4 separate regions of the Sus scrofa genome follow, and regions 1, 2 and 3 are each linked to region 4. A link is a contact called in public HiChIP or PLAC-seq data. All regions are on one chromosome and are shown on one strand. Each heading gives the region's core, a stretch centred on a gene start, on an enhancer-like site or on the middle of the called end of the contact. The rest is flanking DNA. Distances are from core to core; before and after follow the strand shown. Region 1 overlaps LOC110255705 (a long non-coding RNA gene). Region 2 has its middle 260 kb from the start of NRP1. Region 3 has its middle 280 kb from the start of NRP1. Region 4 holds the start of NRP1 (neuropilin-1).

Region 1 (2,888 bases), core at 174-2,673, 340 kb before region 4:
GAGGTTCTGAAGGGTTTTTTTGTTTTTAGGGCCACATGTGTGGCATATGGAAATTCCAATGGGCTAGGGGTCGAATAGGAGCTGCAGCTGAGGGCTCACCACAGCCATGGCAACAGAGGATCTGAGCCACATCTGCTACCTATGCTGCAGGTTGCGACAATGCCAGATCCTTAACTCACTGAGCAGGGCTAGGGATCGAACCCTCATCCTCATGGATATTAGCAGGGTTCTTAGCCTGCTGAGCCATAGTGGAAACTCCAAGATGTCTGAAGTTTGCTGCCATATCTTAGGCAAGGATTATACTCAGATCATCCCAGGAAGATCTCACTTTGTCATTAGAATAAAAAGTGTAGAGCAATCTGGAATTACCCCCCCATTCCTCTGTTGCTAGGCTTTTGTTGCTCCGTAATCAAGAACTGGATCCTTTCTTTGGATTTCCCTCTGGCCAAGGGCAGCCATGGGCTGGAGCACAGAGCAGGGCTCAGCAAGACAACTCACTGTTTGAGGGGAAGATTCTCTGGAACCCATCCTTTCTAGAGTGGGCGTTTGCTAAAACCATCCAGGGGCTTCTGGAGCTAAGGCAGGGTGGGGCACTACCTGGATTAATAATGAGTGAGTTCCAACTCCCCTCATGGGCATCTTGGGCCTTGCCTGCTGACTTGGACATTGTTGGTGGACCAACGCAGTAAGGAAGTGAAATTCCTCACCTGCTATTTGTAAAAACTGAGTGAGAGGCTGGAATAGAGAGCGATTTCTCTAGCTGTTTTGTGGAGGGAAGAAAAAGAGGAAATATGGAATACCTTCTCTGTGCAGGAACAGTTATCTTCTTTAATTCTCAACCCATGCCCATGTCCACTTTCTTCAGTGCCTTTGTTTGTCCATTTACTGAAGTGTTTAGCGAGTACTTACTAGGTGCTGGGCATTGTGCAACATACTGGAACTCAGTGTTCTGTGTCTTCTTGAACCTTCTAAGCTTGTGTTATCTCATCATTCATATGATGTGAGAATTAAATTTTAATTAACTTCGTGATTAGAATGTTTTTAATAATTAATCTATAGGAAGATAATTAATAAAATGCGTAGCAGGAAGGACGAGAGGGAGAAGAGCTACATTTTTACACGATGAAGGGAGAGAATGTGAAAGAAAAGAAAACCGACTTCTCTGATTTTATTCTGTGAATTTTACTCATTTTGTGAAGGGAAATGTGTTTTACCTTTAGAGCAAGCCCTCCGATTTTTTGACTGCTCATGGTGGGCCTTGCAGTTATTCCCGTGACCTGATAATACTTGGCTTCTGAGATTTTTCCCTTCAGCAGACTCCGTGAACTTTATTTCAAGATCAGCCTGTCTGTTTCACAGGACCAAGCTCCTTCCAGACCATCGTATGGGAAATGTCAGCCCCTGTCAACATCCCTAACGTTTAAATTCCTGGGATACCAGAGATATTCAGAGGGAACTGCATGCACACATTACTCTCCCAAATACTCTCGGGAAGAGGCGAGGTGAGGTCTTCTCAACGCTTTTGTAATAGAGACATAGGCCAATAACTAGATTCTATAGATCAGGAATCATGTCCTTGCTGAAGAGTTGAGCAGACCTGTATAACACAGAAAGAGGTATAAGGCTGATCATCTATTTGATAATTTTTTATTGATAGTTTGGATCATTCATCCAAAACCGATAGCCTTCCGCTGACTATTTTCTATCCAAAAGCTTGAGAAAGACATTCCTGTGGTGGAAGATGGCATTCTGGGCTTCTTCATCAAAAGGACCTCAGATTTATTCCCGTGACAAAGGCCACCTTCGCCCAAGCGAGGCTGTCTGGAGATGGCCTAAGTGTGACATTCTCCGAAGAGACATCTCTGCGGAAGCCTGTCCTTCTGCCGGGCTGATGGGGCTGCCAGCCTACGAGCTTGACCTCTGTGGCAAATGAGCCTCCTGGTCATTCCATGTGAACGTGTGAACTTGTCCTGTGATCTTGCTTGCCTGAGCGCCTCACAGCTGACTCATAAGAAATTTTCGAGGTTGTTTGCTCTGTCCCAGAGAATCATTCGCCATGCTGGCCAGCATGCAGGGGCCAATGCTTTGATCTGCTTTGCAGGACTTACTGTCATTTGCAGAGTGCTAAAATTAAGCTTGGCAGCAGCCCACGGAGGCAGAAGGCTCTGTCCTGCTGACCAAGGGGCAGCCTGGAGTCACACAGACAGGCGGAGACAGGTGAAGCAGACGCTGGGAAAAGATGCCATCGCAGAACAGATAGGAAGGGTAGGTGGGGTGAACTTGCAAAGGGTTCAGAGGGGCTGGGGCTGAGCTGAGTGGGCAATATTAGGAAAAGGCTCGGAGGGGAGGGAGCTGTTTTCCCAGGAGACCGAGATCTGAAGAGACTGCTGAAGAGAGACTGTATTTGTCACAGCGAGAATAATCAGTATGTTGGCATTTGGACTCCAGTGACAGGGATGAAAATGAGATTCTGTGAAAGATGTATCAGAGTCAACAGGCAGGGGCTGGGCTCTGGCAGGAAGGATGAAACAACCAAATGGAGACACTTGGCGGTGGAAAGTGAGGTTGCCATAACTGTCTCGAACCCAGTGTGCACGGGGGTGGAGGCGCAGGGTGCTCATCGGAAAGTGGGGTGAGCTCTGAGCAGCCCGTGAGGCCTCCTGGTGAGAAGGCTGGTAGAGGAGGGGGGACCGTTGGATGACAGTGACTTTGGGATTGGTAGGGCCATTGCCCCTCTACCTCCCCCTGCCCTGCCACATGGGGCTCGCTCTTGCTCTCATGCTTGAGACGGTCTCAGACGGCCTCTTTATTCTGCACAGCTATTGCCTGTGACCCCGATGAACCACGGGTGAGAAGGCTGGGACTTGGAGACATACTTCAGCAGAGCC
Region 2 (2,923 bases), core at 354-2,853, 260 kb before region 4:
AAAAAAAAAGGGCCTGATAAAAAAGGTGAGGGGTGCTTACTCTAACCCTGTATCTTTACAACAACAACCCCCACCTGTGAACCAGATTCCCAGGGGCCAAAACATTTGAGATTCAAGTACTATAAGTCACTTTGAGAAAATGATTTAAGGCCCTACTCTCTGGTGGTGGTGACTGTGCTTGTTGCTGTTCTGCTTCTGCTTCTCCTCTTCCTCCCCCTCCACCTCCTGTTTGGCTTCCCCTCTGTTTCTCCTTCTTCTTTTTTTTTTGTTGCTCTTTGCAAATTCTTATTTTTCTAGATTTTTACTCTTTGGCTCTGAATTTGTCAAGCACTGCTTTTATCCCCTGAGATTAACAACAGATATTCATTTCCCTGGATTTCTTCCTTTGAACTTTTTCTAAAGGACAGGATTAGATTCCCTTTGGACTTGGTCTACCTCGAATATTTGGGATATGAATTTTATGCTATTATAGCTCTGGGTCCAAGCACCAAAATGAAAGGTCACTTGCTTTTCTGGCCTCTTTCTAGGTTGGAGAGTAAGAGAGATTAAATTTAGAAGTTTTAGAAGGCACTGGACAGATGGAGACAGAAATATCCACTTGGAAGCAAGAACACCAGACCCAAGAGAAGGTGAGAAACAGACTTGATCTGGGATGCCCTGGGGTTTAGGGTGCTGATTTGAAATCTAGGCTTTGTGGAGTTCCTGTTGTGGCACAATGGGATAGGCAGCATCTTGGGAGCACTGGGTCACAGGTTCAATCCCTGGCCTGGCAGAGTGCGTTGAGGATCCAGTGTTGTGGCAGCTGTGGCTTAGACTGACTGTGGCTCGGATCTAATCTCTGGCCTGGGAACTCCATGTGCCTCGGGGTTGCCGAAAAAGAAAAGAAAAGGGGGAAAAAATCTATGCTTTATTACTCGGAAAAGGAAGAACTGATGCATTGTCTTTCAAATCCTCCTAATGGTGCAATGAGTGGCCTTCAGGAGTAAAAATATAAGCAGAAGGACATATAGCAACAAAACTATAAAAACAAAAACACTATGCAAACAGAAGAGTATTTCTTAGGTGTAAGAGGGTACCATGATTAATCCTACTTTCTCAGTTTCCTCATCTGTGAGTTGTATCATAATAACTACACAACCTCCTTTATGGGCCAACAGAGATAGTCTCAAGAAAAAAAAAGATATAAATGTGTCTCATAATGGATTTGAAAAAGGCTTTAACTTTCACGTTGGAAAAAAAATCATCGACTGCAGACTTCTCACATCAAATCCATGGAAATAAATGCGTATGCATTGTCTTCCTTGGAAAGAAGACAGAACAGGAACTATGAGAAGTCCTAAAAGAATGCAAATGGAAAACCATAGAGGGAACATCAGCCAAAGAGGGAGGCTAGAGGCCAGGACAAGCCTAGGAGGAAGCAGCAACACACAGATGAGAGAAGTGCTAATCAAGCTTCCTGCTTGGAAGTGGTGGGAGCTGGAAAAGAATGAGATGGGGAACCACCAGGAGAGTGATTCATTGTGATATCTCAGAAGGAGGGGCGAGGTGGGTTTATTCCTATGCTTTGCTCTACCCTGTCCATAAGCAACAGTAACAGATGCATCTGACTCATCAACGAGAAGACTGTCAGATCTTAAGAAAGAGAAAATTGCAAAGCCTGGGCTGGTTTGAAACTCCTAGAAAGTACAGGGTTGCACCATATGGAGGATTAAATGCTGAGATGCCCTGTGCTACACAGAACCATCTCTCCATCCCTGACACTGCTTCCCAAATTACCTTGAAAGGTCAAGTCACGCAGCAGCGCAACAGAGGCAGACCAGGCTGGAATCTCAGCCACAGAAACAGGTGCTCAGCTGAGAATCCCCCACTATTTGATGATAGCCAACATTATGAAAGAGAAACAATAATGTCAACAAATGGAAAGATTCACACAAAGACTACAGAATCAATAGAATCATTAGAAGAGGACATAAAGGAAAAGACTAGTATCAGATTTTCCACTGATTAAATCAAAACAAATATGAAGCAATTTTTGTATACAGAAAGGAAATAATTATGAATCTGTGGGGCCAAGTTAGTTTTCTACATAGCGTCTATTGTATTCTCCCCTCTTGCTAACAGAACTCTAACATTACTTATACCATCCACATCTAAAATACTAAAAATACTCACTTCTTCAAACTCCCTTGTGACTAGGACTGGCCATGTGACAAAGATACATAAAAAGAAAGTTATTTGGGTCATGGTCCCCAGAACTCTATTATTTTCCTAATAAAAAAGACAGACATGTTGTCCTTATCTTATCCCTTTTTCCTCCCTGGAACACAAACCTAATAAGTATAGGTATGTGAACCACTTGTAGCACTGAGACTAAAATCACATGGTGAGGGTTGCAGAAGGTAGAAGAAGCTTTTGATGACTTATATGAGAAACTGCAACAGCCTAAGACTTCCAATATCCAACTTCTTACTACACTGAAAAGAAATCTCTAATTTGGCAATCTTCCCTAACCAACCTCATTGATCAAATTGCTAGTCATGCAGCCAAATGTAATTCCTAACTTATAAAAGCAAGATTTCTATACCTAGCTAAACTATCATCCAAGAGATAGCGTATGCTAAACATATTTTCAAGGAAAAAAATGCAAGAAGCAATGAAGAATCCAACTGCATTATGTGTATAATGTTAAAAAGTTATAATAATGTAAAACTATATAAAATGCAAAGTAATTCATACTTTTGTCAAATTTATCACTAAAACATTAAATGATTTTTCAATTATATATATCATGAGAGTGAAATTTTATCATTAAAAACATGTGATCTCTTATAGTCATCTATTGGTTCAAAATATTTAATTACGTTCTATCGTCCCAGGAAATAAGTTAGAGAGAGAGAAGCTCTGGGCCTGCTAAACCCTGAGC
Region 3 (2,843 bases), core at 248-2,747, 280 kb before region 4:
TTTGTTGCATGAACTATGGAAGCCATCCCTGAGAACCCAGAGGTGGGGGGATAGGGGTGCAAGGAGCATCAGACATGACACTGACATCTAAAGAATGAGAGTGGAGACAAGTAAAAGCGGAGCAGTTGACGTCCTGGTCAGCAGGACCCGAAAATAGCTTGTGAGCACATAGGTGTCTAGGAAGCATCACGCTGCTCAGCAAGGGGTGCTGGTGGGTTCTGGAGGCAAGAATTTGGGGATGCTTGTTTCAGCCCTGGATGGGAGAGCGTGCTCAGGCCGGAGGAAGAAACCTGTCTGATCCCCGGTTTGCATCTCAGCCTGTGATAGACAAGGACCCACCCGGGGTCCCTTCCTGCACCTGTGAAATCCCATTGTCGGGAGCACAGGATGTGCAGGCAGCTCTCATCCTGATCTGGTGTTATCTGTGCTGTGGATACAGAGGGAGAATGTTCTGAGGCCACGCCTCAGTTGCCAGTTGTGTTTCTCAGGACAGTCGAGGAAACGGGGTACTTCTCCTTCCATGTGTGTTTCTCAGCCCAGCCCATGTGGCTGTGGTCAGCTCGTCCCTGCGGGACGGATCTGCTTCTTGTGCTGCCCATCACATTTCCAGTCTGCCAAGCTGAGGCTCATGTGTGGACCTGGACACTCCTGAGGCCCTGGGGGATCCCAGTGCCCCTGCCCTTGAACCTTGGGGACATCCACCTGCTTCCTGTCAATGTCACTTCCATAAGGGCTCTCCCCTCTGCTCTTCTCGGCAGAGCTCTGAGAACGAGTGTATTGTCCTTTTTCAGCAGAGACTGGGAGGGAAGCAGACAGACGAAGTTTACAATAACCAGTGGCTGCTGACTAAAAATTCTATGTCACCAGTCGCGATGGCTTAAATGTTTTAAGAAATGTGTATACACGAGGCATTTTTCTAAGTGTTTTATAAGCGTTCACGCATTTATTGCTTAAACAACTCTACGAATGAGACTATTACCTTCCCTGTTTAGTGTGTGAGGAAAATGCAGCCAGAAAATTAAGTAGCTGGCCCTAGGTCACGCAGGGACTGAGGTGTTTTTCTACTCCAGGCAATCCGAGTCCAGAGGCCTTCTTTTAACCATTTGGACCCTTCAGGGGCTCAGACTGGCCAGAGGGACTGGAGAGGCCGAGGGAGGGAGAGGGGTTAGGGGGACAAGTCAGTCCAGGCCCAGGCAACGAAGCGGTTTGATGAGCTCAGATGTTCACTGCAGATCCTAATTAGTCCATTCTGTCTCTGAGTTAAAGGCTGCTTTCTTTTTTTTTTTTTTTTTAAGCTGAGATTCTAAGTCCAGCCTTTGTCACCCGTTTGAATGAACACAACAGGGAGGTTCAAAAGGTGAAGTTACTAAAAACAAAACCTTGGTGTTTTTGTTGTGTTTGGTTGGGGATCCCGAATGTCTATTGCCAGTATTTATGGAACCAGGAAGTGCTAATGTAACAGGAATGTGAGGGGCAGCGTAACCTGATACCCAAGAAATCAGGAAGTGCTAGAAACTGCTGGAGAAAAAAAAAAATGGTTGTTGCAACATTTCGCCTTGACTCTTTCCCCGAGTCCAAATAAAACGATGGTTTGTCAGGTTTTTGTCAGCGGCGAAACGGCCTGGGCTGTGGCCGGGCCAGACGGCAGAGGCTTCTCGCTTATGTTGAGGTCACAGCCTGTCCTGCTTTCCGAAGGTCACTGCCCTTCTTTCTGAAGCAATGCCACAAAAGGACCCTGTTTTTTCCCATTTCAGAACTGAGAACTCACTTGTGCATGAGAGGGGCTGTTAAGAGATGGCGGGATGGAATGTGTCTTAGATGACATCTTTGTGTAATGCCATCTCACATCGAACACACTGGTCACGGGCCGCATATGACAACGTCAACTGATTAAAGTTAAAAACAGTAAGAGTTCAGTTCATGGGTTGCACTAGCCCCCGTTGAAATGCTCAGTAACACCTGCGGCTGGCATTGACGAGTGCCTGCTGCATGGGACGGGGCCATGGGCGACATTTCTCTTGTCACAGGAGGCCTGCTGGAAAGCCACACACAGAGCCTGATCTCAACTGGGAAAAAGAGGCAAAGCCTTAAAAGGGGGTCGAGAGGGGCCTCCCTGGGGCCTCTTTCCTGGACTCATGACTGGAAGGTCAAGGCGTCTGTAAACCTCCAGGAGCAAGCTGGCTCAGGTTGAGTCCAGAGGCTGCGCTTCTGGAGCCAGAACAGGTGGTATTCCGCACTCTGTGCCTCTCTCCTCTTAGCCTCTGCAATACGACTGTCGTCAGAGCCTTTTCCAGCTGCGCAGCAGGAGCCAAGGAATGGGCTTTGGGCCTCAGCTGTCTGAGCATCAAGGGTGACAGTGATGGTGGTGTCGTCATAGTAAAAGAGCCCAAATCCCCTTCACGAGTGGAACCAGGAGATTGTGGATTCCATTCCTTTATGGGGAGGTGTGTTCTCTTCATAAGAAGCCATACTGCCAGCATCTCTGAAGCTCTCTGCCTTCACTGAGTCAAATGGTCTCAGGGTCATTCCTGTAGAGCAATGATTCTCTCAATGTTGACCGGACATGAGACTCATCAGGCATCTTTTGAAGCCCCCAGTGCTCGGACTGCCCCCGGGGCTACCTGCATACAGGTCTCTGGGGTGGCTCAGTAATGGGCATCAGTGCCCAGGTGAGTCTAAGGTGCAGCTGAGGCTGAGAAATCAGGCTCACTATGGAGAATCCCTTTTATTCACAGAACAGAGTGACCTTGACACATATTCCACAACCTTTTCTCTTTGACTTGGTTTGACCGGAATAGGAAGGCCTTTCATTCATATTGCAAAGATCTGTCATAATAGTAGTG
Region 4 (3,012 bases), core at 95-2,594:
CTGCCAGTCCAAATAAAGGAGACAGCTCTACATGAGGTCCAAGACACCCCTTGAACAATAGAGTCATTTAACAGAAGTGCCATTTTTAACCAAAATCTTTTGAATAATGGGAAATTAACCTAAATTCCAATTTTTAATCTTTTCTGTTTCACTTCTTTCATTTTTTACATTTCAGATGTAGGTTAGCTCCTACTAAAAATATGCTGAAATATGTGGATTTGATGCTTTAAAAAAAAACTTGACTAAGATTTGATATAGTTCTGAAATACCAACCTGCATCTCCATATGCACCAACCTGAAATACTTTGAGGAAGTTAGTGGCTCAAACAGCCTTCTGGGAGCAGTGGATCTCACCTTATTTCTGACAAATTGATGAGGGCTTGATGAAAGAAACCATACATTTACCACCCAGTCTGTTCTTAATGATGGGCCTAGGTCCCAGCCCAGCTCAGGCTTTCTTCATGTAATAACCCCTTCCTGGGAGTCCACGGAGCAGGGCATCGCCCATCCGAGGCCTCTGCCTGGCATCTGGGAAGTATGGTGATCCATCTGCCCTTTAGTGGAACAGGGTCCCACCTGGTCTGGGATTTGTGATGGTGGGAAGAGTGATGTGCTCAGGAGACCAAAATCAAATCAACCTAGGAAGACTGCCAAATTCTTCCTCTGTCTATAACTTACCCTCACATATAGGTCGGTCTGTCTCCCTTGCCGGGAAACTGCAGAAATCTAAAACTGACCCTTTTCGGCACTTAGTGGGATCCAGCAGCAGAGGAAAGAGGTTGTTAGCAAGGACAATTTGCTCCGTACCAACCCACTAGCAGGCAATTATCAATCAGTGCGGTAGGGCTCCCATTACCCAGCACTACGTGTGTAAACTCCGGAGTCGAGAAAAGCCTCAGATCAGCTAAGACCAGAAAAATCAGAGGCATAACTTAAATACGATATTTCCCCCAGAGTACATACTGCGTGTCTTGTTAGTTGGTTGGAGAAAGGCTGGCAAAATGCTCAACGAGTGAGCAAGAAAAGAGACAAGGGTTTTCTGCGCCTGGGCCCGAGGGAGGAGCCTATCCCTGGGAAAGGCGGGAGGGCGCGGGAAGGCGGCGAGGGCGAGGTTGCCGAGCGGGGGTAGTGCCTCCCTGAGTGCAAGGTCTGGTGACTTTGTCAGCCTGGTGGGTACAGGCTGGGAAATGCACACTCAGCAGGGAAAGGGGAAGAGAGATTGGCGGCAGTTTTCTAAAAACAACACAGCTCAAGTCTTCGCCTATGCCCCCTCGCTCACCCCGCGGAGGCAGCGACGGGTCAAAACCGGTCCCCGGTGCGCGCGTGGCCGCGTAGTTCCCACTAGGAAGGGGGTGGGCGTCCGTGACTCCAGGACGCCCCCGAGCTGTGCCGCCGGCTTTCCTCTTCTCTGTCGACCCGCCAGGTTCGGAGAGGCGCCTCTCCCTCCGAGCCTTGGGCTGAGGTCGCCCGGGGTCGCGCCAAATCTGATGACGCCGCTCGTCCCGAGCAGCCGGGCACTGGGACTGGCGGGGGTGCTCCGGGAACTGAGAGGAAGGCTGGGGGGAGGCGTCGCGCGCCCGCGGTCGCCAAGCGCCTGGGCTTCCCTCCGCGGCGCCGGCTCCCCCGGGTCTGCGCAAGGCGCGACTGGCGCCCCCTCTCGCCCCGCCACTGCCCCTTCCGCTCCACCCCGGCGTTGGACTCCCGGCCTAGTTCAGCCACCTTCCCACCCGGCGTGGGGGTCTCAGAGCAGAGCAGGAGGAAACCGGTGAGGGCGAAAAGGCGCTCGAGAGGGAGGGCGACTCGCAGCACCCAGGGGGCTGGTCTCCAACTTGGAGGCGGGGACTTCCCCGGGCGCAGGCGGCGAACCCGGGGTGCAGCTCCGCGCGGCCAAGGGCCCGCCTGCGCCCCAACCAGCGCGCGTCACGGGCGTCCAGCCGCGACCGCCACCGCCGAGCCCTAGCTTGGGGCCCGCGCGCCCTGGGCTGCCTCTCTCCCTTCCCGCCCCCAGTTCTTCCGCCAAAACCTTTGACCAGGGTCTCCTTGCCAACATTCCTAAATCTTTTTTTTTTTTTTTTTTTTTTTTTTTTGCCAGCTCTTTGCGCCAGGTAGGAATAGGGCTCTGCTTTGGGGTGTGCACAGAAGCGCGGTTTCCAGAAGGTGTCTGACCTTTTCACCTTCCCTGCGAACTCCTCCGCGGGCATCTACCCCTCTCAAGGGCCTGATCTGCGGCCAAAACCTGTTTGTTCCCTGAGATGTCCTTGCTATTCATATCCGCAGAGGCTTTCTGCAGCAGTTCCCGGAAAGTCCTCGGGGATGGAACTGGGGGGCATCCAACCCACAGTGAGGACGCGCCGCCTTAGGAGGCGGGGGTGGGCAGGAGCTGGAGGGCCGGCGTGACAATGGCCTGTGGCCCGAGCGGGCGCCGTGAGAGTCCTGCCAAGAGCAACTCCCGCCCCCGTTCTCGCTGGTCCGGGATGCACACAAACCGCGGCCACCGGACCCCTAATTTCCAAACCCGGAGCACCTGGGTTCTCAGTCAGAAGGCTGGGCGGGGTCAGGCGACGACTGCCCCCTAGCTGGAAGGCGCATTGCCTCCTACCCTGTGGCGTCCCCTCTGCCCCGGAGGAGAGGGCACTGTATCTCGGGTAACAATGGAGCCCGCGGCGCGCGACGGGCACCCGGGCACGCCAGGCGCCCAGCCGCGCGCCCCGATACCCAGTAGGGAAGCCGGGTGGTTCTGCAGCCCAGCCTCTCCCGCGCGAGTCTTCTGACTCGGCTCTACGTGGCAGCAACACGGGGTGCGTCCCCCACCCCAGCCGAGGTTTCCCCAGCCCCTTAGGGACTCGCCCACAGAGCCCGGGGCGCCCTGCTGCTCCTGCCCCAGGTCACGACCCCGCCGCCGCGAGCGCCTCCCGGGGGTTCGGAGTTGGGAGAAGCCGCCACCACCTCCCGGGCGCGCCGCCTGCCTCGGCGGCAGAGCCCGAGATCCTGGGCGAGCTGCTCAGCTCTCCC

The links. HiChIP or PLAC-seq counts read pairs in DNA pulled down with a chosen protein or histone mark.
Region 1: a contact with region 4 is called in an H3K27ac HiChIP or PLAC-seq map of skeletal muscle. The contact joins the enhancer-like site here to the promoter of NRP1 in region 4. A contact is called at or near these places in 3 of 5 promoter capture datasets (fetal skeletal muscle, liver and skeletal muscle), 20 of 47 Hi-C or Micro-C datasets (adipose tissue, alveolar macrophages, brain and 10 more) and 2 of 2 datasets of contacts at active chromatin or transcription factors (alveolar macrophages and skeletal muscle).
Region 2: a contact with region 4 is called in an H3K27ac HiChIP or PLAC-seq map of alveolar macrophages. The contact joins the enhancer-like site here to the promoter of NRP1 in region 4. A contact is called at or near these places in 1 of 5 promoter capture datasets (fetal liver), 6 of 47 Hi-C or Micro-C datasets (alveolar macrophages, embryonic fibroblasts, mesenteric adipose tissue and 3 more) and 2 of 2 datasets of contacts at active chromatin or transcription factors (alveolar macrophages and skeletal muscle).
Region 3: a contact with region 4 is called in an H3K27ac HiChIP or PLAC-seq map of alveolar macrophages, with 9 times the contacts expected there. The contact joins the enhancer-like site here to the promoter of NRP1 in region 4. A contact is called at or near these places in 3 of 5 promoter capture datasets (fetal liver, fetal skeletal muscle and liver), 5 of 47 Hi-C or Micro-C datasets (alveolar macrophages, heart right ventricle, liver and 2 more) and 2 of 2 datasets of contacts at active chromatin or transcription factors (alveolar macrophages and skeletal muscle).

Annotation. Positions count from the first base shown.
Region 1 is chr10:56,770,161-56,773,048 of Sscrofa11.1, reverse strand. LOC110255705 (a long non-coding RNA gene) reads right to left here. Exons shown (of 2, transcript XR_002336405.1): 2 at 1,632-2,888. Among named protein-coding and RNA genes, the nearest start is that of NRP1, 340 kb to the right of the region's middle. Within about 2 kb of position 1,423, at least 8 of the 83 cell types and tissues checked have an H3K27ac peak or open chromatin away from gene starts, as enhancers often do. A contact at or near this core is called in fetal skeletal muscle and skeletal muscle, where this site is marked.
Region 2 is chr10:56,687,116-56,690,038 of Sscrofa11.1, reverse strand. No RefSeq gene overlaps it. Among named protein-coding and RNA genes, the nearest start is that of NRP1, 260 kb to the right of the region's middle. Within about 2 kb of position 1,603, at least 9 of the 83 cell types and tissues checked have an H3K27ac peak or open chromatin away from gene starts, as enhancers often do. A contact at or near this core is called in alveolar macrophages and retroperitoneal adipose tissue, where this site is marked.
Region 3 is chr10:56,713,680-56,716,522 of Sscrofa11.1, reverse strand. No RefSeq gene overlaps it. Among named protein-coding and RNA genes, the nearest start is that of NRP1, 280 kb to the right of the region's middle. Within about 2 kb of position 1,497, at least 39 of the 83 cell types and tissues checked have an H3K27ac peak or open chromatin away from gene starts, as enhancers often do. A contact at or near this core is called in alveolar macrophages, fetal liver, liver and 2 more, where this site is marked.
Region 4 is chr10:56,429,164-56,432,175 of Sscrofa11.1, reverse strand. NRP1 (neuropilin-1) reads left to right here and starts at 1,344. Exons shown (of 18, transcript XM_021064971.1): 1 at 1,344-1,765.